2 separate regions of the Pan troglodytes genome follow, and region 1 is linked to region 2. Evidence: chromatin contacts called from public Hi-C data. All regions are on one chromosome and are shown on one strand. The core of a region is the stretch at or near the end of the contact, and the rest is flanking DNA. Distances in the headings are between cores, read along the strand shown.

Region 1 (6,234 bases), core at 2,440-4,939, 120 kb before region 2:
AACAGCTCTTGACCTGCAAGGCACAAAGAGTCCGTTTTCTGGTCGATCCCATAAGCACTGCCAAAAAGATGGCAAAAATTGATTGTAGGCTGTCATGCATTCTGTAAACTGCCCTAAAGCATCAACCCACCCCCATGCCTACTCCCCAAATTCAGACACCTTTTTTTCTTTCTTTACCCACTCTTAAAATCGCTGCATTATACAGACAAGGCAGTGGGTTTTTTCGTTTTGTTTTTTTATCATGGAGACATTCCTATTTAATTACTGAAAGTTTGGAGGTCTCATACCTAGGCATCAGTCAGATTTACAATCTTATTAAACATACCAAAGAGAATATAATAAATCATGTACATATTTTGCAGATGTTGGCAGATTTATGCACCAAAGGAAGCTGTATGTCAAATGGTGCAATTTAATGCTTGTTTCCTATGTTCCGTTGATTCCAGATAGCTTTAATATTTTCCTTATGAGGTTTAACAGCACATAAATAATGTCCCACAAGCAAGCTTTATGCTTAAAGGAGAAACACCACTCTTTGGCCTGACCGTAGCTGTTTCAACATATCCTCTATATTCCAACAGAACTGATTAGCACTAGCACTGTTTTCCCACATAAGTGGGTTTTCCTCTCAATTCTTTCTCACTTTTGCTCAAATTTTACCTTCTTTTCCCCTGAGAATGTGGTTTGTGGAGTTCTGTCCTGTGAACTGCTCTCATTTAGAATTGCATGAACGCAGCCATCATAACCTTGACCTTCGACATTTTGGTGTAAATTGTAGAAAAACATGTAAGGATGCTATTTTTTTCCTTTCTATTCAGTTAGATTTCCATTTGTGATAATTTTTTAAGTAAAAACATTTGTTGCTAACCCCACATCACATGAATTTTAAATCTGTGACTCCCACTTCATGTCTGGAGTTCACTGGAAGCTTGGTGGATCAGACCCTGTAACATTGAAACCGTTTTTCATCACACACATGCCCTGATCTCAGAAAGGAGCTTTGTTTACAGCACGGTGCAATGACTGTCAGCTCTCATAGCCCATCAAGTAAACAATAAGAACGCTTTAAATCAGCAGAAGTTTTTAGTTCAGAATTATATCGCTTCTTTATAGAGCTCTTAAATAAGCTCCCTTGATGCTAATAAGCATAATGGCAGATACTTCCATAAATACAAAACTGAGAATATACAGCAGTCTGTCAAAAAGTGTGTCCAAGGGTTAATAAGAATTGCCTTTTGTGTTTCTTTTGAAAGGAGCTACTTGGTCACAACACAGACAGGCAGGGACCTATGAGTTATTATTTTAACCAGCTCCCAGGCAGGGTTTGTACTGAAGATTAGGACTCCTTCCTCTACCCAATGATGCTGGTATTATCATGCTGTTATTTCTTTAATATAATTCTTTTCAACCTCCTTAAATTATGATTAAAGAGTAAAAATAAGCATCGGGAAAAATAGTGAAAATAGGATAAAGTTTATTAGGTCAGAATGAATAAGGCTTAGAAACTATTTCTATTCCGACTTGGGGTTTTAAAACATATTGAACTTTTAAGTTAACTTTTATATAAAGAACTTAACATTCTAGAATTACAGTAACTCATAAGATATTTCCAAACTCAGGTTCAATTAGAGGGTGTTAAGTACTGCCTGTTCATTTTCGAAAACAGAGACTGGAGTGACTTAGAACACCTTAGGTGCTCCCTATTAAATTTCACCAATTATCAATTTGCATATTATGCAACACACTTTTCTCTGAAGCCTTCGAGATAAGTTTTCATGAGAAAGGCTCGCTGTGAGTGTGCTTACAGAACTTGAATCTGGACACGGAACAGGTCAGCTTTCCTCTGTCCTCGGTTCTGCTTCTCATCTTTTCAGTATTCTGAGGCCCTCTGACCTTAACAGTGACCTTGATGAGAATGACTTCCAACTCTACAGCCCAAACCATGGCCCCCTGCAGTGCTCCAGCCCCAGGGACAAATGGGCTTGTACCCTCCTCCAGGGGGATGATAGTTTCAGAAAATCTCACACTAAAACAAAAGTTGGCTTGGTCCCCTTTTCCAAAATACACCCCACCTGCGAGGTACCCCACACCTGCCTCCTTTGGGAGGCAGCTCCAGACTCTTCCCTTCTCACACAATGGTCTTCATTTCGGAACCTGTGCCATGCTCTGGAGGCCTGTCTGCTAAGGTGGGGTCAGAGCTGCCTCTGCCAGAGGTGCTCCTGCTGCTCCAGGTGTGGGCTTCAGGCTCTCAGGTTAGCTCAGTGCCACCCACACAGGTCTCTCTTTAGGCACCGACTTGAGCCTTTGCTCCTCAGATAAAACCTTCAGTGACTGCCCTGCCCCTCCGGGATAGGCTCAGGCTTCCCTCTCTAGTATGGGTTTATTTTCTCTGCACCTGTCACGCCAACATTCCCCTCTCTGCTGTGGCCTGAATGTGTCCCCCAAATTCATGTTGAAACCCAGTCCCCATTGTGGTGATAGGAAGAGGTGGGCCTTGGCGTGGTGATGAAGGCATGGGGGCTCTGTCCTCAGGGATGGGGTGGGTGTCCATGGAAAGGAGGCTTCAGGGAGCCTGTCCGTCCCTTCTACCATTGAGGACGCAGCCAGCAGGCCTCATTTATGAGGAACAGGCCCTCATCAGACAGGCAGGGGCCCTGCTCTTGGACTTGTGGACTCCAGAACTGTCAGCAATACATTTCTGTTGTTTATAAATTACCGAGCCTAGGGTAGATCGTTGTAGCCGAGGTGATGGACTAAGCCACTCCCTCTTCCTGAAGGGAACTTGGCTCCTGCACTTGGGGAGGCTGGTGCATGCCTGTGTGTGTGTCTGCTCTGGCATGCCCTCTGCTGCGCTTCCACTCTGTCCAGAATCCACTCCACCTTTTCAGGGCCACCTTGCGAGCCTATAAGGCATCTTCACACCCCAGATTCTGTTGCTGTGCAGTCCTTTGCACTCACCCAACACCATGGCTTGTAGCCTTAGACGGGACCTGGGACCTGGTCTTCTCACCCTTGCTCAAAGTCACTTCCTTCTCAGGGGCTGGGCGCTGGCTGACCCTACGCTCTCAGGTGGGCTGAGCACAGCGGGGCCTCACAGTGTATTTGTGCTACGGCCTTCTTCACCTCTAAGAACAACCCATATTTGTGTGTCAGACCTTAATTTTCAAAGCTCTCTCTAATCTTCACAGCACTTTCAGGTAGACAAGGCAGATGTTGTGATTCCAGTTTTATTGAGGAAGTGGAATAAACTGTGCGAGGTTAGTCCGAGGCTAACTCAGGGTCAGGGCAGGAGCCAGAGAAGGGGGATGCTCTCATTCCAAGTCCGTTTTAACTGCATGGTGTAGTCTGTAACTTCGGAGGCATGACTCTTGCCTCTTCCACCACTAACTTGCTGTGTGACTATCGGCAAGTTACTTCACCTCTCTGTGCTGGGTGAGATAGTGATGAGGATAAAAAGGACATGGTCTGGGCACAGTGCTTATGACCTTCCTTGGCCCACAATAAACGCTGATGTATTGCAGCAAACATCGCTAAAACGAGCATGGAAAGCATCAACAGTCCCATACTCCCTTCGAGGAGGAGGCCTGGATGAATTTCCAAAGTGAGCTTGCATTCGCTCTCTGTTACTCATTTAACTCACTTGAAAAGTTACAGTCAGTGGGTGCTGGGCTGCTGCAGCATGCAAGGGAGCTGGATTTAAATATGAATGCCTACGTTTCTTTAGCATATGCAAAGGCCTAACTGCCAAGCTCCGTATAACAGTAATTACAGAACTGTTGAGGGACTCTAATGGGTACATTTGTGGCACTAAGTGGCTTATTTAATGGAAGTCATGCAGTTATATCACCAGCCTGGATGAAACTAGAGAGATCAACGCTGTTATCTGTAGCTCTGAATTACCCGGCTTTTGTCTGATTGATTGATCATGACAATCTTAACATTAAAAAAAAATGTATAACATTATCTTTCAAGTTTTTAATATATCAAAGACAAACCCATTAAGATTTTGTTTAGGTTAAGCTATCAAGTATACATAATTTTAGGGGGAAAAACCATGGTTATATTACACAATTCGCCTGGTTAGGTACATCTATAAAACCTTTTTCCAACTTGTACATATGTATTTTTCCTTTTTTTTATTCTATCAGAGTTTTTTTCTAAAGGAGCTCTGCAGAAGTGGGGAGTGTTGGGAAACAGCAATATTACTCAGCAGTTCAGGTTGAGCAAAAATCACAATAAAAATGAAAAGCTCCTGGCATAATTTACGTCATATTCATAGTTGAAATAACTGAAGCCCCACTCTGCTCTGGCCATTAAAATCTTCACCCAGAGAAGCTAGAGAGCAGTCTTTGAGCACGAAGTCACTCATTTATTCCAGAGCTGTCCTCTTCCTCTTGTGCAAGACATATGCAACTTTCTTAGGCCGAGAAGCACTGTCACAGTGGACTTCTCCCCCATGGGGTCTTTTTCCTCCACCCCAGAGCCAGGATGACCCTAGCAAGTGCCCACCAACCACAGTGACGACTTAAGGTTAGGGTTGTTTTGAACCCCCGGGATGGGAGACACAGCCTCCACATCAAACTGTTTTAACTGTTGAGAGAGCAAGCAGCTGTTGCTTTCTCACAGAGCTGGAGCTAACGTTAAGCGCCCACTGCTCAGAGCCAGCAATGGTGTGTGCGCTGGGAGACAGCGAAGGAGGCGGCTGCATGCCCAAGCTGGCCCCAACTGCAACATCCAAACCAAGAAGCCAGCAAGCGAGAAAAACCCACCCTGGTCAGCAAAGGCCACAGGGCCAATCTCCATGGGCCCTTTGGAGCCATCTGGGAACAATGGGTCCATAAACTTTGGTGTGGCGAAGTGGGTACCCAGCAGGAGAAGGTGCTTTTGGGAGGGCCTGCCCTGTTCTCACCTCTGCCCTGAATCAATGTATCGATTTTCACCAGTGAGCTAGACAAACAAGATTAAACTGGGTTTTGCAATGATGGCACTCCAAAAGTAGATTGAAAGTCAAAAGTAAATTGAAGAGACGACCATTCAAAGTCCTTAAATTAAATTAATTGACTGACACCTATTATGGGCAAAGTACCATGCTGAGAGCTTGTCAACAAAGGTGAACAAAACCTGTTGGTTTTAAATTCAGTTAAAAATAACTGAATTTTGAATCCTCTATTAAGAGACAATGTAGACAGATAATTTCCAAATTAAGTTCTAGAAGGGCCGTCCCCAAAATGGGGTGCTGAGCCCCCAGGCATGTTCACGGACCCTTGCTGGGGAGTGAAAAGAAAATCTGAGAATATCTCTGAACAGTTATTTTTATATTACACTTATATTTCTAATTTTAGTGCACATTTATATTGCATGTAATATATTAGTATGTTGGTCCTTTATCTTTTACTAAAAAGTAGACGAAAAATAAGAGTGTGTTAAAATTCCTATATCAATAGAAATGGAGAGTCAAGGTAACCATTTCGAGTGCTGTGTCCTACAGTATGCTAGAACGGCAAGTGTGCACCTTGAAGACACACAGAGCTTCTCTGAGTCTTCCCACATTCATCTCCTGCAGTTTTGGTAGCTTGGGAGGTGGTGTAATTTGTGAGGTGAGCCAGTGCCTTCAAGTGCCCAGTCATGTGCAACTGCTGTTCTTAAGGGGACATCTGCTTTTTCTTATATGGTAATGACTACAAGTGATTGCTGAGGAAAGGGCAAGTAAGCAACATTTTAGGGAAAAATGGATCAGCTCTAGAATGGAGCAAAAGGAAATTCTTGCTAAGTAAAATTAAAAATGCATGATCTCCAATGCTCTTGTTGCTGAGAGGTAGTTTCTAAGCTCAAGACAAGGAAACCCGCTCCAGTTTGCCTGGACTGATTGCAGGTACCTGTGTGAGGGAGATAAGGATGGAGCTGGGGATGAAGACAGGCATGTAGATAAGGGTGGAGGTGGGGATGGGGATGGGATAAAGATGAGGATGGAAATTGGGATGAAGATGAAGATGGAAATTGAGATGAGCATGGGGATAGAGAGAGATGGGGATGAAGGTGGAGATGGGAATGGGGATGGGGATGAAGGTGGGGATGGAGATGAAGATGGAGATGGACATGGAGATGGAGATGGGAATGGGAATGGAGTTGGAATGGGAATGGAGATGGAGACAGAGATGCAGATGGGGATGGAAATGAAGATGAAGAAAGGAATGGAGATGAGGTTGGAGATAGGGCTGGAGATGCAGATGAGGT
Region 2 (6,189 bases), core at 1,690-4,189:
GTGTTATGAATCCATTGAAATGTGTGCCCTCACTCCAGCATGATGATGAAGATTTGCACATTTCTGGTTTTGCATCAGAAGCTGCTCTGAAGGTGCACAGAAAAGCAGCTGTATGAGTTAGAGTCCCGATGTTTACCCAAGGGCAGCATGACTAGGGGCCCTACCTGCTCTGGCAGGGCTGTCAGAGACACATTTCACTTCTGGGAGGAGGACATCAGAAAATGTTGTGCTCAAGTAGAATTCCTGCCTGCTGCCCAATGCCATCACTCTAACATTGTCTGAAAAGGGTGTGTATGTTGGGGGTGGGTGGCTATTGCTCGGACTGTTGGATTTTTTCCTAGTTTTCTACTAAAGACCAAGACCCACTTGTCTTTCTTAACACAAAAACAAACAAATAAAAAAAAAACACAACACAACCAACTATTTAAACTCTTTTCTTTTTTTCCTTTCCTCCTGATGCTCACTTTTGCAAACTTACAAAGCAGCCTTAGATTTGTATCTATTTCAGCAGCATAAGATGAAAAGCAGCTAGACAAAGTAAAATGTCTTTATTGTTCTTTGGAAACATGATTATTCAAGTTATGTTTCTTTAAGTAAACAAATATACCAGGATTTTTTTCTTGCAATGAATCAAGTGATTGGACAAGAAAGCCAATGACTTATTCATTTTTAAATTACTTTTGATCTCCTGGCTGTCTTCCTCCTATCTACTCCCTGCAAATTTCCATAGGCATCTTGAATTCTGGAGAGCACTGGTGGCTTCAGCCTTAGGGAAGGAACTGGTGAGCTGGTGCACTCCCTGAGGCCTCTCCTGGGCTCTATGTCATTTGGGGGTAGATTTTCTTTTAGTGATTCCCTCCTGGCCTCAGAACACTGTTTGGAGAGAGGAAGGAGGAGGAACAGGCATCTAGCCTTGTCTTTTGGAAAGCCCCAGGCTCCTGGAAAGCCTCCTCTCTCTCCCTCAGCCAGCAGCTTCCACACCGTGCAGGGGATGGTGGCTGGATTTGTCTCACAAACTCTGCACACTGGACTCTCACATAAGCCTGTGAGCCAGAAGCGTGACCCCAAGCGAAGGGAAATCTGGCGCCCGTCTTTATACGCGTGATTCTAAGGAGGAAAACGGTGTGGCTTCTCAAGGAGTCGCCTCCGTCCTGAGTCACTAAGCACGTGTGGTCGCTGCTGCTGTCTGAAGCCAGCCCTCAGCGGGCCCATGGCAGGGTCTCCTGTGTGGTCATCACAGCTGAGTAAACGCACAGTGGGGAACCAGCCCACGCGCAGATTCTGGGCGGAGGAAGCAGCCTGGGTGCAGGGCAGGAGAATCCCCACGTGCTCGGTCCCAGCGAACCCCCCCACGCGAGGAGGTTGGACACGGGGGCGTTTCTGTGGTGGCCTGGCTCGGCCCATCCATCTTCCTTTATGCTGTTTTCTGTTTGCTGGTTTGGGACACATTTGAGCTTCTCTGTCATCTTTAGTTTGGTCACGAGTGAAGTGGAGACTTTTCCCAAAGGGAGATCTGTGCTTGTTTTCCTGTGGTCGGCAACTGGGCTGGTAAGACGCTGAACTGCGGGTTCGATCCCGCGAGGGAGAACCGCAGAGGATGGCCTGTCTTCCCAGTGCCCGCAGATGGCCGGGGAGGGCCGGCTTGGCCCCAGGAAGCTGGTTCTCAGTGCTGGGTGGGGTCTAACCATGGGACACTCTCCCTGCTCAACAAACGAACAGACAAGGATGCGGGCCCAGGCCCATCGGAAGGCGGTGCCTGTCAGGAGGTGTGGACCACTGGAGGGAGCGGGCATCACTGGAGGGAGCGGGCATCGTGGCTCTCCTCTCCCCCGGTGCTCGGCACCCGTGCTCTTCTCATTGGGTTTTGCTGACACAGCTTGAATTCTGTCATCTGGGCAGTCATTTATTTTGCTTGCTTGTAAAACCAGCTATGCTTATTAACGTAAAATTTTAAAGCTATTTATATAAATGTTGAGGATAATTCTTTTCCTCAGGAAAATATTTTTTAATGTTTCCTGGGTATATTTTTTCCCATCATTAATACTTTCCAATTTCTGTAAAATGTTTCTAATTCATTTATTTGCTTGCTTTAGAGAATAGACAACTGCTGGATCCTCCCTTGGTTCCTCCAAGAGCTGGGACGTTGTTGCACAAAACAACGTTCTGGTGGGATCAGCTCTTGCTCCCGGAAACCCCTTAACTCTCTCCAACACAACTACACAGCTCCTTGACTCTCTGCCTTTCCCTGCCTTGCCTGTGCACAGGAAAACAACATATTATGTTCTTGTCTATATTAAATCAAGTGGAAGTAGAGCTTTTATTTCTAAGACCATATTCTCTTAGTAATGAGCATAGGCCTCTGGAGAACATGGGTAGTGCCAATTGAACTCCATTCCTGTCCCGCACTGCGCCAAATGGACAGACTCCGTCAAAGCCCCAGAGCTCACAGCAGGCTCCTTCACCTGGTACATAAAGAAACTGCCACATTGAAAGTTTGCTGAGGATGGCATGGAGCTGGCAGGACAAGTTGGATACGTCTTGTGCTTGCTAGGGGCAGAAAGAATGTGTCTTTACAGGTAGAAACAGGAGCATGGGGGATAATGGAAAGGGAGGCAAACGTGACTTCCAGGTCAAGATTGCTAGGGAAGAATAAGTAGAAATGGTTGATTTTTTTCGTAAGTACATAAGGCAAAACAACTTTATGAAGAATGAGCATCAGGAGACAGTCAGGTTCAGTACATCCAGTTCCTCACCTCTGACTCCACGGGACTCCCCTATTCTGAGAAGTGCTGACTGGCAGGAACCGATGGCTAAAGCATGACCCACTGAAACGGGAAAAGTTGCCTTATCCCCCTTGCAGGGTGTGTGATGGGGTTGTGGCTTGCTTCTACGGTGCCCCACTGTTCATACCCCTAGGGGGAGCATGCACACGGGCAGCTTGTGGGGGGCGTGTTTGGGCTCTGGCCCCATGGCACCCTCTAGGGTTGAGTGTGTACAGCTTCCAAAGCCCCAGTGGGTGTGTGTTACAGGGCGCTCTTTTTGTTTTGCCATCTGCAGTGGCTTGTGATAGCTCAATTAGACCCTCTGCCTTATTGCAAGGACAGAGGGCTTTCTGTATTCCGGGTTTCTGCCTTAGTGTACCAGAAAAATCGGATCACACATGGGCTTGGAGAATGAGTGCAAGGTTTTATTGAGTGGTGGAAGTGGCTCTCAGCAGATGAATGGGAGCCAGAAGGGGGCTGGAGTGGGAAGGTGGTCTTCCCCTGGAGTCAGGCTGCTCAGCAGCTGGACTCTCCTCTGACCACCCTCAGCCAAATTTCCCTCGGCGTCCACATCCTTCTGAAAACAGAAATGCCTGTTCTCACCTAGGTCTGTGGGCACAGGCCGGAGGGTGGAGCCTTTGCCAGGGACCCTGCCTTTCTCTACCCAGCACTTGCGAGCCCCCCTCCCATATCACCACTATGACTCTGTCCTCATCCCTGACCAGGGAACCTGCCTCTGCTGTAGTGAGGAAGATGCACTGGAAGCCGATGCTGCTGCCATAAATGGTCAGGAGTCTCTCGACTCCCAAACGTTTCACCTCTTGACTGCTTCCTGTGATGTTCAGGCTGTATTTCCTTCTACCTTATTACTGATCATATAAGTAAACCTCATTGGATTATAGTCATTTCTGGGGAAATGAGAAACTTTGGGTAAACTTCCATTAGTTATTCTTGTAAGCCTATCTTAGAAGAATTATAAGGGCCTGGTAGGCCTGATAAAAGAAACTTCAAAATTACACTCGGCATATTCAAAGTCTAAGTGACGGGACGAAGCCCACGAGGATATCAAAAGGGAACTCTAATAATTTGGAGGTTCTGAAGCCATGGGGGCGAGCCTGATTCAGCTAGCCTTTTCCAGAGAATCCAGCTATCCACCTGTATGAAGGCCTATCATAATGATGAAAATAGAAGTGATAATTTAATTTTGCACTTGCATAGCTCTCCTAATTTTCTCAACACGCGTTCACATCTGTGATCCTCTTCTTAGTCTCAAAAGGGCCCTAAAGAGAGCAGGAAGCATTTGATGACCTCATGTTATAGGTAAAAAATCTGAGCCCCTAGGGGTTAGACTAGTTGACTTCTACTGTCTTTTCCAAATCTATCATCTGTGATTCTATGAGTTTAAATAAACTTTCCAATTTTTCCTAGTAAGTAAAGGGCAAAGACGTCAAGCATAAAACATGCCCAGTGTGTGCCCTGTCTGTGCACACAAATGGGGTAATTTATATGTGGTGGTTCACTGACTAATATTCCGTCCTCTTGTCTTAATTTTGATGGATTGCATGCTACTAACTGGAAGCCTGTAGTGCACACTGGAAATCTGGAGTAGCCCTGATTGTGGAATCGCTTATGTAACCTGTGACGCACACTTCTCAGTGAAATCAGCTTTTTATTTTTTCAGCATCTCTCAGGAATTTTTATTATCTGAATAAAATTTTAGACTGACCCCCAAGGGAAAATTAAAAAAAAAAAACACCTTTATCTTATTTCTTGTTTGTTCCCATACCTCCCAAATGGCTTTAAAATGTTTAGGTATCCAATTGGAGGCAACTAGTCCGAAACAGAATTCATGTCATAAACAGAGCTAAAAATGAGATAGTTAAAATTCATGTCCTACCTTACTTCTCTGGAAAAGGCTGGGGGTTATTCATTTCCCTGCTATTTCTAAAGTACAGAACTAAAGTATAGGATTGGTAGCAGCTATGGCAAAACATGCTCTATTTTGAGCATGGTGAAATGCAGAATTCACACGGCCCAGCAGAAGCTGGGGAGCATGGCAGACACAAGTTGGAATTCCAGCTCGGCCTGCCTGTGCCGTCAGGAGCAAATCCCACTACCTGGTGTCACACACGGGGTTTCATGTGAACAAGGACAAGGAAACCGCACTATTTTTTGCAGCACAGTCACATTGTAAATATAAAGGACTCGGAGATCTTTCTATATTTATGGCAAACACTCTTCCCAGTCAACAGAGAAAATAAAGGGCTGAGGAAGCATAGAGGGAACTGGCCAAAGGAGAGACAGCAAATCACCAAGGATTGTCGAGAGCAAAGCTCAGAAATTTGATTTGCTCCAGGTGAGAGTTCCATGGCTTTGCCTGTCTGGGAGACTCCCCACCTCGTGCCTCCAAGTGCATGTGGCTGTGTGGCTGTGACCACCGTTCTCAGTAAGATGATCAGCGGTGTGTTTGTCTCAGGCCACAACTAGATTGTGAGTCAGTGGAGATCAGCAAGCGAGGCATAGGCATTCCCTGTGTTCTGTGAGGCTCAGGATGCTGGCATGGTGTGTTCACATTTTGGTTACACTGAATGGAGTGGGACTTCTATTATATTCAATCCAAACAAAAACGTAGTTCAAATTAAGATTCTGGGTGATATATATATATATATATAAAAAACTTAAAAAATATATACACACATATGTATATATGTGTGTGTGTGTATATATATATATATATGTGAACAAATTTTATTTAAGGATTTATAAGATCAGTAGGATCTCATGTTGCGTTACCTGAAAAGGTAAAATGTTCACTCCGATGTTTTCGCAGGCTCAGTAGCAGTAACTACTCCAGACTTCATATAACTTACGTACATGTCTTTACCGGACTTCACAAGTACAGTTGACACCATCTCCCACCTTATCCAAGGTTTCACTTTCCATGGTTTCAGTTACCCCTGGGCACCTATGATCTGAAAATATTAAGGAATATTGAGAGAGATACAGAGCACACTCACATAACTTTTATGACAGTATGTTGTTATAATTGTTCTACTTTATTATGAGTTATTGTTGTTAATCTCCTGTTGTGCCTTATGTATAAATTAAACTAGATCATAGACAGATATGTATAAGAAGAAACATAGAATACACAGGATTTGTTGCTATCCATGGTTTCAGGCATCCGTTGGATGTCTTGGCATGTATCCCATGTGGATAAGTGGGGACTACTGTATCTTTTCTTACCTGGTATTGTTCTAGCATGAATATGAGTAGAAATTAGCCTTCTAAAACTTGGGCTGTCATTATAAACACACGGAGCAGTGCTGGGTGAAAGGAGGCTGCCTTCTGTGCCCCACAGATAATGGTGAAGGCAGCCAAGAAACTGCATTGTATTTGGTTTATCTCACAGCACTGGACATGCTTT

The links. Hi-C and Micro-C count contacts between places; a contact is called where the count stands out from the background.
Region 1: a contact with region 2 is called in a Hi-C map of induced pluripotent stem cells, with 2.6 times the contacts expected there. The contact joins two enhancer-like sites. A contact is called at or near these places in 4 of 7 Hi-C or Micro-C datasets (blood, induced pluripotent stem cells and stem cell-derived neural progenitor cells).

The regions. Positions count from the first base shown.
Region 1 is chr5:177,934,271-177,940,504 of NHGRI_mPanTro3-v2.0_pri, reverse strand. No RefSeq gene overlaps it. Among named protein-coding and RNA genes, the nearest start is that of PDE10A, 180 kb to the right of the region's middle. Within about 2 kb of position 3,689, at least 2 of the 24 cell types and tissues checked have an H3K27ac peak or open chromatin away from gene starts, as enhancers often do. A contact at or near this core is called in induced pluripotent stem cells, where this site is marked.
Region 2 is chr5:177,812,746-177,818,934 of NHGRI_mPanTro3-v2.0_pri, reverse strand. No RefSeq gene overlaps it. Among named protein-coding and RNA genes, the nearest start is that of PDE10A, 62 kb to the right of the region's middle. Within about 2 kb of position 2,939, at least 1 of the 24 cell types and tissues checked has an H3K27ac peak or open chromatin away from gene starts, as enhancers often do. A contact at or near this core is called in induced pluripotent stem cells, where this site is marked.